3 separate regions of the Sus scrofa genome follow, and all the other regions are linked to region 1. The links are chromatin contacts, called in public HiChIP or PLAC-seq and promoter capture Hi-C maps. All regions are on one chromosome and are shown on one strand. The core of a region is the stretch at or near the end of the contact, and the rest is flanking DNA. Distances in the headings are between cores, read along the strand shown. Region 1 holds the start of TBP (TATA-box-binding protein). Region 2 holds the start of TCTE3 (tctex1 domain-containing protein 3). Region 3 holds the start of C1H6orf120 (UPF0669 protein C6orf120 homolog).

Region 1 (3,957 bases), core at 700-3,199:
ATTCAAGTCCTGGGGTTCAACTTCACACCAGATCAGTGACGTCATATTAAAGAAATGTAACATCTAAGGGCCCAGGTTCATTCTGAAAACGGAGGCGTATACCATCTAACACCCAGTCAGCATAAGGACTGAAGAAGATAACTGCTTTCAGTTTACGAGATGCTTCTCTTCTGATTCTCCCCTTAAGCTAGGAGTAGCTAAGGAAGATAAGGAACTCTGGGTTCAAGAAGTTGTAAGGGGGAGTTCCCATTGTGGCTCAGTGGGTTAAGAACTCAACAAGTATACAGGAGGATGTGGGTTCGATCCCTGGATCCCTGGCCTGCTCAGTGAGTTAAGGATCTGGCGTTGCTGCAAGCTGCAGAGGAGGTTGAAGATACACTCAAATCTGGCACTGCAGTGGCCAGAAAAAACCTCCAACCAACCAACCAACCAAAAACAAGCCAGAATGGAGGGGCTGATAAAAGGTAAAATTGAAAGAACCAATTTGGGAATATCCTCTCTTAATGAGACATGTGAGAGTACTCAGTGACAAATGTGGAGCCTAATCACTTGGCATTTAACCACATTTAGTCAGAATAGAAAAAGACATAGCACTAAGTCTTATATTGTAGAAGCAAAGGCTGCCCAAGAGCCAGCAGCAATAAACACTAAAGAAAAAGAGCACAGACTGAGTTATGTCTACATTATTAAAGGTAAGTTAATAATCAATTCGACCCCTAGCCTGGGAACTTCCATATGCTGTGGGTGTGGCCCTTAAAAAAAAAAAAAAAGTTGAGAGGTACCCAAGGACTACACTGCCCTTCCATGACAGAAACAATGCTAAAATCACAGCCTTCCACTTTCTTTGCAACATACCCCAACAATCTGCATTAAAATTTCAAATCCATAAGGAACTGTTAACCTGGTTATCTTAAAAGACCATCTGTTTGTTTGAATTGGGTGTGTATGTTTTAATATACAAAGTTTGATGGGTAAACTATAAACACTACTTAAATATACAGCTCTTTACTCTTAGGAATCCTAAATAGTGTCTTTCCACAACCTACTTCTTTTAGTGTACTATCAAGGAAAAGTATTATTTAAGAAAATCTGGTAATTAAAAAAAGAAAGACAACTTGAATGCAATATGCAAGAATATACCTTTAAAGGACTCCCCCCCCCCGAATTTATGCAAACCCTTAAAAACAAGCACTGACCAATAAAACTAGGTCTGGCCAGTTTCTGTCATTTAAAATAACAGAAAATGATGTTGTTTGATCAGCCCTTTTAGCTACAGACACAACTAAACCTAAGGACACTGTTAATCAACCATAACTCTTCAATCTCAGATGCTCAATCCGCCCCTCATCTCCTAGCGCGAGATACATGCTCAGACAGTAAGGAGAGATAAGATCCATTTTTAAAGCTCTTGCAGAACAGAGGGCCAGATCTCAATTCCTATCTACTGTCTCACTTCCGCAAAGAGCAGACTACAAACACCTGGCTGTCCACATTCAAGACCCAGTTTCCAGCCTGTAAAGGGAAGCTGTGAAGAACAAGACGAATTGAGCAAACACGGAGAGGAGGTGGCGGGGCAAGATTTGGCAGCCGCGCCAACGGGCTTAGCGACATGGGGGCGAGGGGGGCGAAAGAGAAAGTGTCGGCTCCCTGGGCTTTACCCTCCATTGAAAGCGTAGGGCGAAAAGCGCAGCTGCGAAGGACCCGCGGCGCTATGAGGATCCATGGCCAAGTCTCTGCCGGGGACAGAGTACGCTGCTACCGAAGACAACATCGCGCCGCTCAGCTCCTGCTGTCTCACGGCGAGATGGCGGCCGACCGGAAGTCGGGCCACTTCCGGCTTCCGTGGCGCTGCCTCCGGCCGCTCTATCTCCCGCCGGTCGGTCGTCGCTCCTGGAAGCCAGAGCCGTCCCCTTCCGCTTCTCAGCCTGAGCCTGCTCTTCCGAGAGAGCTGACGGAGAGGGGAGGGTTGTCTCTCCTAACTAAACATTCGAAATCATGGATAAAAATTTTAAAATCTGACCTTACAAAGAAATTGGCAAAACTATGGAACAGTGGAAACTCGAAGACTCTATGGGAATGTAAGTTGGTACAGCCATAGCTCGAAAAGAGATTGGCATACCTTGACATGGTTGAAAATAAGCACACCTTATGACCCAGCAGTTCTACGCCGAGGTACGTACCCTAGCCAGAAAGATGTGTAAGGATAAGTCTTGTTCTTAATGACCCAGAACTGGCAACGATCCAAATGTCCACATACTGCAGAATGAATAAAACAACTGATGTTTTTTTCGCGAATGTTTTGTAGATAGTTTTGTATCCAGGACAATACCTGAATAAATACAATATTTCTCTCCATAGCCATCAAAGGGATGTGACACAGCGTAAAAAAAAAAATAACAGACTGCCAGCTAGAGGGAAGGCACATCAACATGGATGAGTCTTAAAACGTTGAGCAAAAGAGTGCCTACTATATACCTTAGGAGTACACAGTGAGAAGGAAGGGCCTGTTTGGCTGGGTATAGGTGAGGGTTCTGGTGCTGGCAATACTGGGTTTCTTTATTTGATTTAATACTATCTTTTAATCTCTATATGTGTTTATGTACGTCTTATTATATTTTACAGCTTAAAAATGTTATTTAAAAAAGGCAAGCAAGCAATTGGCTAATATCGATTGATTACCTGATATACACAATTCTGGAAGCAGAAAAGATTTTTGAAACCTAAGTTTTTAAATTAAAACTTTAAACAAAGGGTAAAGCAAAAGATTTTCTTTGATAGTTATGGAGAGAGAAGTATTTATTCAGGCACCATCCTGGATACAAAAATATCTATACAGCATTTCCTATCATTAAGGAGCTCACAACCTCACTGGTTATATGAAATACAAAGGAAGCAAATTAACAAGCATTACAAAATGTGATCATGCCTAAATGATCCACAGGAGAGGGACTCTGGGGCCCAACTACTGTGAAAAGACTGCATTAGACGGTAGCAGAAGAATTAAAATATAATCGAGTCTGTAAACCAGGCTGTCTGTTTTTGTTTTTCTTATCATTCTACATGTTTGAGAATAGCTAACATGCTTAACGTGTGCCAGGCACAGTTCATACATTTCCTTAATCTATCTCACAATGTCCTTCGAAGACTAGTGCTATTATTACTCCAACCTACAACGAAGAAACTGAGGCAGAGAGACCTGATAACTTGCTAAACGTCACTCCGCTAGTCAGTTTGAACGGTCAGCATTTAAATATCAATATCTTGCTTAGATTACCAATCAGAAAAGGCCCTGGCGGGGTGGCCTCGCCGGAAGCGCGAAGGACTCCGCCCCACCCCATGTTTCCCTTCAGCCGAGTACCAGGGAAACATAGGAAGTGACGCAATGCCCACACTTCCCATGGCCGCCGCTCTAGCGTGGGCAACTCGCGGAAGCTGAGAGGTGAACTGGCGGAAGTGACGTTGTCAACGCGCGCCAGGAGTTCTGTAGGGTCGGGAAGGGTCGCCGTGGCGGGCGCCTGGGCTTCCTGCAGGTTAACTTCTTTTTCGCCTGCCGGTAGTAGTCTGTGCAGTGACTCCAGGTAACAGCCCTTTTAGCTTTTCTCTTCCCTGAGGATTCCTGCAGAAGCGACTACTGCATCGAGGCCCCGGGTCCATAGCGGGAAGAGGCGCGGAGTGTATGGGGAGGCCGCGCGGAGGCCGTTCCTCCCGCTCGTGCTGCCGCAGCTCCGGCCTGTACCGGCCGCGCATCCCGCTCGGTTCCCTCCTCTGCTGTGGCTCGAAAGCGGCTTCCCATTGTACGAGTGTGGGGTACGGGGGTGCCAGGAGGGGCATGGTCAGGCCAGTCCTGCGCATCCAAGACCCAATGTCTTTATGTCCTGCTGTTTCTCTTCTCGATATTGGAAGGCAGATTCACCCTGGCCTGTGCCCATCTGTTTTGCTACCAGCGGGGGTGGTTTT
Region 2 (3,839 bases), core at 615-3,114, 520 kb before region 1:
AGATTTTATTTTATTTTATTTTGTCTTTTTGCTATTTCTTGGGCCGCTCCTGCGGCATATGGAGGTTCCCAGGCTAGGGGTCCAATCGGAGCTGTAGCCACTGGCCTCCGCCAGAGCCACAGCAACGCGGGATCCGAGCCGTGTCTGCAACCTACACCACAGCTCACGGCAACGCCGGATCCTTAACCCACTGAGCAAGGGCAGGGATCGAACCCGCAACCTCATGGTTCCCAGTCGGATTTGTTAACCACTGCGCCACGACGGGAACTCCAGAAGCCAGATTTTAAAGACAGTTATGACTGATCACATCCTTATCACATAAGCAAGTACAGCCTTAGTCCCTGGCCCATTTCCTAGATTCTCGCCTATATAGCAAGTGTATCTACATGTCCCCTCCTTTTAGATCCAGGCTTCCTCATTTTTCAAGACTTCAGATCTTGAGTAGGGAGTTAAGTTTATAAAAGGCAACTTTGCCTCAAAATACAAGCATCTTTCATCACTACAGGTGATTGACCTGTCACTCACTTATCATGAGGCAATACAACATAGCTTCTGGGAGCATAAATTTAAGGTCCAACATATTCAGGTTTCTAGCCTCGCTGTGCTTTTTTTAGTTCTGTGAACTTGTTCATTTTCTTCTCCTTTAGTTTCTCTCCTCTGTACAAGGCAGACACCAAAGAACTCATCAGAACCTGAAATGTTGCCATGATTTGGGGGGGGGGAGATGTGGGGTGGGGAACTCTGTTACTTTAAATGTTTTGGGAGCTTCAAAAATTAGTGTTTTGCTTGCTCTCTCTCCTTTATTCTGTTGACTACGAGTTCCATGAATGAAAAGAAACCATTACAGACGAGTGGACCGGAAGTCCCAGCTCTATCACTAGTTTTGCACCCTTGGACCAATCCTTCTCTCTCTCAAAGTTCCAATAAAAAATGGAGGATCAGGGTTTCCTGGTGTAGCTCAGCAGGAACCCAACCAGTATCCCTGAGGTTGTGGGTTCAATCAGGGGGTTAAGGATCTGGCGCTGCGGGAGCTGTGGTGTAGGCTGCAGATGCGGCTCGGATCCGAAGTTGCTTCGGCTGTGGTGTAGGCCGGCAGCTGTAGCTGACTGCACCCCACGCCTGGGAACTTCTGTAAGCTGCAGGTGCGGCCCTAAAAAGCAAAGAAAAAATTGTATCGATTAAAATAACGGTTTTCACACCATGACCATAGAGAAGTCCTGGTGTTATACCGCCAATAAAACTGAGACATTTTCCATTCATTTCAGATAGTAAGTTAATTTCTCCTTTGTAGGTTCTTCAAAGACTGAGACAAGTGCTGTTTTCAAAAACTCAAAACATCCTGGCGTTCCCCTTGTATCCTAACAGAAATAAACCCAACGTGTAAGCTCGAGGCCGCGGGTTCCACCCCTGGCCCCGCGGTGGGTTACGGATCCCGCTGCCGCAGCTCCGACTCGAGCCCTAGACTGCGAGCCGCCTGTGCCGCGGGCGTGGCCCTCAGAAAAAACCAAACCAAACCCTCGAAGTATCTCATTCTCGGCGTGGGTATACAAAACCCGGCTTGAAGCCCGGCACACGTGCACTCATTTCAGGCCGGTGACACTCCCCCAGGGTGTGCGTGGCAGCACCAGACACACCAAAAGCCTGTTTCTGGAAAAGCGCCTGCGGAAGCCCGGGGAGAACCAAGGCCTCGGCGGGGCCGCACGCAGGCCCGCAGGGCGTCCCGCCGCTCCGCACTCACTGCCTCCTTCTCGAACATGCTAGGCCGCCTCTCTTTCCGAGGCGTCGCCGGCGGCTGCTGAGGCGCCTGAGACGGGGGCATCCGCCCGCCGCGGCCCCGCTTCTCCATCGCGGCCGCAGGCGCGCACCGAGGTCAGGCCACCCCAACGACTCCGCCGCTTCCCGCGAGAGCGCCAGTCTCGCGCCTGCGCCGCCCCGGCCGGAAGTGCGCCGCAGGGAGGCGCGAGCCGGCGGTGCGTCATCCCTCGGCGCCGCGGCGGGAGCCGGAAGTCATGGAGGTAGGGTGGCGGGGCCGAGGCCCCTGAGCGCGGCGAGCGCGCCCCTCGGGGTGCGGCGTGCGGCCAGCGCCGTCCCTGCCGTGGGTGGGCGCCTGCTCCCTGGCGCCGCCCGACCCCGCGCCGTCCCGCGGGCGCAGGGTCAGGCCAAAGGCCGCGAGTGCGTGCGGGGGGAGCCGGGCCGCTGCTGTGCGCGCTGTGGAGGCCGAGCTGCGCGGCCGCCACAGCCTCGAGCTGTTCGCGCGGGTGGCGCGCGGCTGCGCTTAGTGCTTGTTCCGACTGCCTTCGCTCCTAAAGCAGGTTTTCTCTGGGGCTGCGCCACGCAGTGTGGGAAGTACCGTGTAGCAGTACTCGCCTCTGGTCCACACTTGCAAATTGAAATCATGTTTGACATTTTGGGGCCACTTTGATATCCCAGGACTAAATTGCTAGGGTCTCATTAACTGGCTCTAGCTCGGATTCTGTGTTTGCTTCCCAATAAGGGTTTCCCTTACTTTCCTCGTTCAGGGAATTAAATGTCAAACGCCTCTCGTCAGTTTTAGCAATAGCTACTGCTTTTTGAGTACTGGTGCTAGGGCTCTTCGAGTATCATCTCTGAGTACTGCAACCTTAGGAGGTGATAACATTTTGCACCATTTTACAGTTAAAAGCCCTAGATATGTTAAGTAACTTCTTCAAGGCAAGAAGTAGAAAGAGTCTGAGGAAGAATTCACAGCATTCTAGCTCTCAAGCACAGGCCCTTTGCGCTACTCTGTGCTGCTCTGGGCAGGACCGTGAAGTGTCCGATCCCCTGTGTGTGTGTTGGGAAGTGTGTGCACGCACAAACATGCAGGGCTTCTGGCTTCCAGAGGCGGACAGGCACATTCTTAGTATAATACACAGGATATATTTAATTGTCACGAGTGACAGCATTGCAACCTTTAATTGTTGATTTAAGGTTGGATTTTATTTCTTATCTAGCAGCAGGGCCTTTCCTTGTCTGAGAGGGTATGGACTTAAAAGTTAACCTAGAAGCCAGCTCCAAGAACTCTATGTCTGTTGGTAGGGATAGGGTACAGCCATCCCCCAAAGCTAAAGTTCTTGGAGTCTTGGAGGATGTCTTCCACCTCAGAGTGGGAGGAGTCAGTCATTCATTAACTCTTGTTTTTATTTACTCTGTACCAGGGTCTGTGCTGTATTCTGGGGAACATGTTGTATGAGACTTGGTCTCCCTGCTCTAGGATCTTCCTGTTTGAGTCTGAGGAGCAACTGTGTTGCTCAGGCGTCTGCAACCAAAAGAGACCTTTGTTACGACTTCAGCTGCCATATCCAGGGCCTGCATTAGTAGTGGAGTGAATGGGCTTTTGTGCAGAAATATCATTTCTGCCTGTCACCTGTCACTCCAGAACTCCAGCTCATTCCTTTAGGGCTTGAATGCTTTTTTAAAAAGCAAGGAGCTCCTTTTGATTCGAATATAACCTTTTAGAGTTAAGTTTCTGTATTAGTCTAGAGAAGACAAACCACACTAGTTTTTGCACTAAGAGTCTAAAGAGATAACTAGGTTTAAAATTGTTAACTAGTTACCTGAAAGAATAAAAGGTGATCTCTGAAAGTATCGTGGAGAGTGTCATGGAGAAGGCAGCTGCGGGAAGCAGTCCACTCCTGGTGGGACTGAGGGGCTAAGGGAGGTGATTGGAATTGTAAAACTTCGAGGCTTAGAGGAGGGTCCCTGTGTGGCTGAAACTCAGGTCTCTAAAGAGGAGGTTGGGCTGCCCAGCCTTGTGGAGGGGCCTGGTGAGCCTGAGAAGCAGAGTTTTGAGGGGGAGGCTCTGGACAAGTGGTGTTGTG
Region 3 (4,273 bases), core at 969-3,468, 550 kb before region 1:
CCAGTCCGAGGGGACACACTCCACTCAGTGTTCGATAAGGGTCTGGTGCATCTGACACTGCGAAGCACTTTGAGAAAATGCAGCGCCAAGTGCCTGCTAGAGAAACTACTGTTTTGAAGTTAAGTCAGTAAACTTTACAAGGCAGAGAGCAATCCCAGGCAGCAGCAGGCTGTGCAGTCAAGGTCATGCATTTGCTACAGCAGTGCATGCAAACTGCACAACATTAGGAAATCCATACAAGAAAAAGCACAATTGTTCTCTTTTTCTCAAGGGGCACCTCTGTTAAAACGTTAGGCGACTCATTCTGTGAGTCAGCGGGTTAAGCGCCATATTAAAATAATAAATCGCACCATAATTAAAGTACACCCGACGGCTTTTACTCTGCAGCAAAAGAAGAGAGAGTTCTCCACTTTAGCCAGAAGAGGAGACAGGTCCTAATTCTAGCTCCCCTGAGGGCAGAGCTAATACAAAATGGAGAAATGGCTGATAACAGAGGTTTGGGAATGCGACTGATTTACTCAGGCATTCTCATGTTTTTAAGTCCTTTCCTAAATTATTAAATATTTTAAAAAGTATTACTACTCTTTATGTTTAGCTGCTTTAATTAAAAGAAAAAATTGATACCCTCTTTCCGTTGGCCAGGCTGACAAAATCCTGATTTTATAAACCTTCAGTTCTTGAAACACAAATTGTGTACTTTTAAGCCAGGACTTGTTAGGTAAGCATAAATCTGATTACAAACAGCAGTGACTGTGTAAAAGTTTTAAAGCCATTTACTTTTCGATGATTTAAATCAGATCCAGATGTATCCCTATGTCCTACACGCACTCCCTTTCTTGACAGGAAAATGAAGTGGGCAGTTACACTTGAAAACCGCCAGGGGGAGTTCCCATCGTGGCGCAGTGGTTAACGAATCCGACTAGGAGCCATGAGGTTGCGGGTTCGGTCCCTGCCCTTGCTCAGTGGGTTAACGATCCGGCGTTGCCGTGAGCTGTGGTGTAGGTTGCAGACGCGGCTCGGATCCTGCGTTGCTGCGGCTCTGGCATAGGCCAGTGGCTACAGCTCCGATTCGACCCCTAGCCTGGGAACCTCCATATGCCGCGAAAGCGGCCCAAGAAAATAGCAAAAAGACAAAAAAAAAAAAAAAAAAAAAGAAAACCGACAGGGTTCAGAAGGGGCATCACATGTACCAGACGCTTCTTGCAGGAGGAAGAGAGGAGACCCACTAGTGACACCTCCATCAACAGCCCAAGCCAGTGACCAGCGTGGATGCAGCTGCTCCCAACCTCAGGCGAATCAACCCGCCAAAATAATCAGCCCTAAGACTGTCCTGCCTCTTTTACAGGCAGCAAAGGTAACGATTCCGTGTGGGCGACATGCACAGTTCTTTAACCCCACACACGGCGATCTCATTAACAGCCTGACCAACTCACATTTTGCAGCTACTTGGCAGAGTTCAGGTTCTGCAGAAAGGGGCACAAGAGCCATTGCCTGTTTTTTTAATTTACACTCCAACCGGTTTCCACAAAAGTGATACTGCAAGTTCTACAACGAAACACAAGCCTTGTAACCAACACAAAAGTGTGGTACGAAAATGCGCATAATCTTTCTTAGGATATTTTTCAGTGGACAACGGGTTCCCATTAATTCCAAATTAACAAAATAAATCCTTCATATAAATACAACTCCATTTTGAATCCTTTTAGGAGCATTTCAAGAAGTACCATGTTCTTGGGAGTTAACGAATCCGACTAGGAACCATGAGGTTGCGGGTTCGATCCCTGGCCTTGCTCAGCGGGTTAAAGATCCGGTGTTGCCATGAGCTGTGGTGTAGGCTGCAGACAGCGGCTCGGATCCCGCGTTGCTGTGGCTCTGGCGTAGGCTGGCAGCTGCAGCTCCGATTGGACCCCTAGCCTGGGAACCTCCATATGCCGCGGGAGCGGCCCTAGAAATGGCAAAAAGACGAGGAAAAAAAAAATAAAAAAGAAGTACCATGTTCTTAAGAGATACGGTACAGGTTAACAGGTCCCCGGACGGGTTAACGGCCCCTCGGGTGCACCGGTTTCTCACCTGGGAACCCTCGGGAGCAGACGCTAGGCGGCCAGGCGGCCGCAATCTAGCTGAGCCCGGAGCGCTCAGGCGCTGCGTCCCGCCCCCGTCGCCATGGTTACGCCATTCTCGCGAGAACCCGGAAGCCCCGCACTACTCTATTTCCGGGCCTCGCCTCACTTCCGGGCGTGCCTCACTTCCGGCTTCTCCGGCGCGGCGCCTGCGGGGAGCGGCGGTGAGTCCAGGGGCGGGGATCGGCCCCCCGCTCGGACCCACCCGGCGCCGCGCCCGCTCCCCTCGTCCGCGCGCCCGCCTTCCTCCCCGTCGGGTCCCCTCCCCGGGGAGCCCCTTCCCCGAGCCGGCGCGAGGGCAGCGCGGGGCGGCCGCCGGGGCCCGGAAGGCTGCGGCTCCGGGCAGGGGACCCCGACGCGTCCCGACGTGCTGAACGTGTCCCCTGTCGTTTGCCTGCAGGACACTGACTCATGAGGAAGGCACCGCTCTAGGCGCCCGTCATGGCAGCTCCGTGGAAGAGCGCCCTTCTGCTGCTTCTAGCATCTCAGGCTGCCTCCTGGGTGGGTGCCTTCGACGCGGACGAAGTTCCGGAAGAGTGGGTCCTCCTGCACGTGGTTCAGGGCCAGATAGGAGCTGGGAATTACAGTTATTTGAGGTTAAACCATGAAGGAAAGATAGTGCTTAAGATGCAGAGCTTAAAAGGGGACGCGGACCTGTACGTATCTGACACCACCCTCCATCCGAGCTTTGACGACTATGAGTTACAGTCTGTCACGTGTGGCCAGGACGTGGTTTTCATTCCAGCGCATTTCCAGCGCCCCGTGGGAATAGGGATCTACGGACACCCGTCCCACCACGAGAGCGAGTTTGAAATGAAAGTGTATTATGATGCAACGATCGAACAGCATCCGTTTGGCGAGACTGCTTTTTCAGATGGTACAGATGTGAGTCGTAAGCACGCTTATTCTCCAGAAGACGCATCTCAAGAAGACGAATCTGTTCTTTGGACGATACTGATTAGTATTTTAAAATTGGTACTTGAAATTCTCTTTTGATAGATTGAACATACTCTGGAGTACAATATGCTTAATCTGTGAAGCTGATTGCAGTTCGCTGTGAACTTAGCTACTTTTACCTGGTTGGAATTCTGGTTACCTTTTCTAGTTGAGGGATGGAAAAATAAAGCCATAGTTTTTTTACCTCAGTCACCCCAAAAGTAGGAAAAGCAGCAGGCATATTTGTTATCTTAAAGGTCAAAATTCCTGTAAAAGGAATATGCACAATAAACTGTCTAAACCCCATTTTGATTAGTCTGTCAGGTGACTACTAGATTACTGCAGTGACTTAGACTTTTAGTCCAGTTAGAGATTCTAAAAGAAGTCACAGTGCTTCCAAGAGTTACCAAAAGCAAGTTACCAAAAGCAAGTCTGAAGTGCAGGGACTAAAGTCCCGCCCTGCACCCCAAATAGGGACAGCACCTCCTAGCCTAACAGCATTTCCTGGTAGGCAGGTTCCAGTGCTAGGTAATGACAGTTCTAAACCCAGCTGCACCAGATCTCATCAGCTCCTTGGCAGTTTTACCATCTTGGGTTCCTATTAAAATTCTTCCGTTATTAATTAACTTTGCTGTGCTATCCATGGTGGACCAGAAAGGATATAGATTAGGAAAATTTCATGAAATGAATAGCAACTTTGAGGCTAATGAACAAATAGTTAAGTATTTCAAATTAAGCTGCCTAATACCAAGACTGAATTTATGGAGGGAGCCAAAGTAGAAAGAAAGAAAGACTTTTTGGAAGATGGAACCATCTCTCTCTCTACCTGAAACTGGTTTCAGGAATTAGTTTGTAGAAATAAATCAACTTGCAGATTTTAAGCACACAGTTAATTTCAAAGAAAAATCTTTTATTGGCATAAAAATGAGAATGTTGTAAATAAACTGGCACCAGGTATTTCATTTAAATGCGTGTTACAGAACTGGGGTCAAAAAACTACCCCTCTTTGCTGTTTTTCCCCCTTCTGCCCACTTTCCTGGGTGTTGGGGGGGCTCGCTGACAACAGTCACAAATCCAGCGACCTAGGAAGAAAATTGTTAGTTAATACAGAATGAATTTCACTTTTTAGGACTAACTTTTAAACCCATTTAGCTCCTTCCTTTAGCCTTGGCTGCTGACAGTAATCCTCAGGGGACGTGTGGTGGGACAGGCACTAA

What was found. Promoter capture Hi-C pulls out the DNA fragments that hold promoters and counts their contacts. HiChIP or PLAC-seq counts read pairs in DNA pulled down with a chosen protein or histone mark.
Region 2: a promoter capture Hi-C map of liver shows a contact between it and region 1, with 9 times the contacts expected there. The contact joins the promoter of TCTE3 here to the promoter of TBP in region 1. A contact is called at or near these places in 3 of 5 promoter capture datasets (fetal liver, fetal skeletal muscle and liver), 1 of 47 Hi-C or Micro-C datasets (liver) and 2 of 2 datasets of contacts at active chromatin or transcription factors (alveolar macrophages and skeletal muscle).
Region 3: an H3K27ac HiChIP or PLAC-seq map of alveolar macrophages shows a contact between it and region 1. The contact joins the promoter of C1H6orf120 here to the promoter of TBP in region 1. A contact is called at or near these places in 1 of 5 promoter capture datasets (fetal skeletal muscle), 1 of 47 Hi-C or Micro-C datasets (liver) and 2 of 2 datasets of contacts at active chromatin or transcription factors (alveolar macrophages and skeletal muscle).

The regions. Positions count from the first base shown.
Region 1 is chr1:21,667-25,623 of Sscrofa11.1, reverse strand. It overlaps TBP (TATA-box-binding protein), which reads left to right and starts at 1,949. Exons shown (of 5, transcript XM_021085495.1): 1 at 1,949-2,172. PSMB1 (proteasome subunit beta 1) reads right to left here and starts at 1,797. Exons shown (of 6, transcript NM_001244353.1): 1 at 1,659-1,797. The coding sequence starts at 1,771.
Region 2 is chr1:539,035-542,873 of Sscrofa11.1, reverse strand. It overlaps TCTE3 (tctex1 domain-containing protein 3), which reads right to left and starts at 1,864. Exons shown (of 4, transcript XM_021085664.1): 1 at 1,739-1,864. The coding sequence starts at 1,846. It overlaps ERMARD (endoplasmic reticulum membrane-associated RNA degradation protein), which reads left to right and starts at 1,926. Exons shown (of 18, transcript XM_021085596.1): 1 at 1,926-2,015.
Region 3 is chr1:576,386-580,658 of Sscrofa11.1, reverse strand. It overlaps C1H6orf120 (UPF0669 protein C6orf120 homolog), which reads left to right and starts at 2,218. Exons shown (of 2, transcript XM_003480211.4): 1 at 2,218-2,284; 2 at 2,521-4,273. The coding sequence starts at 2,562. The coding sequence ends at 3,116. It overlaps WDR27 (WD repeat-containing protein 27), which reads right to left and starts at 2,168. Exons shown (of 19, transcript XR_002342137.1): 1 at 2,071-2,168. PHF10 (PHD finger protein 10) reads right to left here. Exons shown (of 11, transcript XM_021085654.1): 11 at 3,878-4,138. The coding sequence ends at 4,053.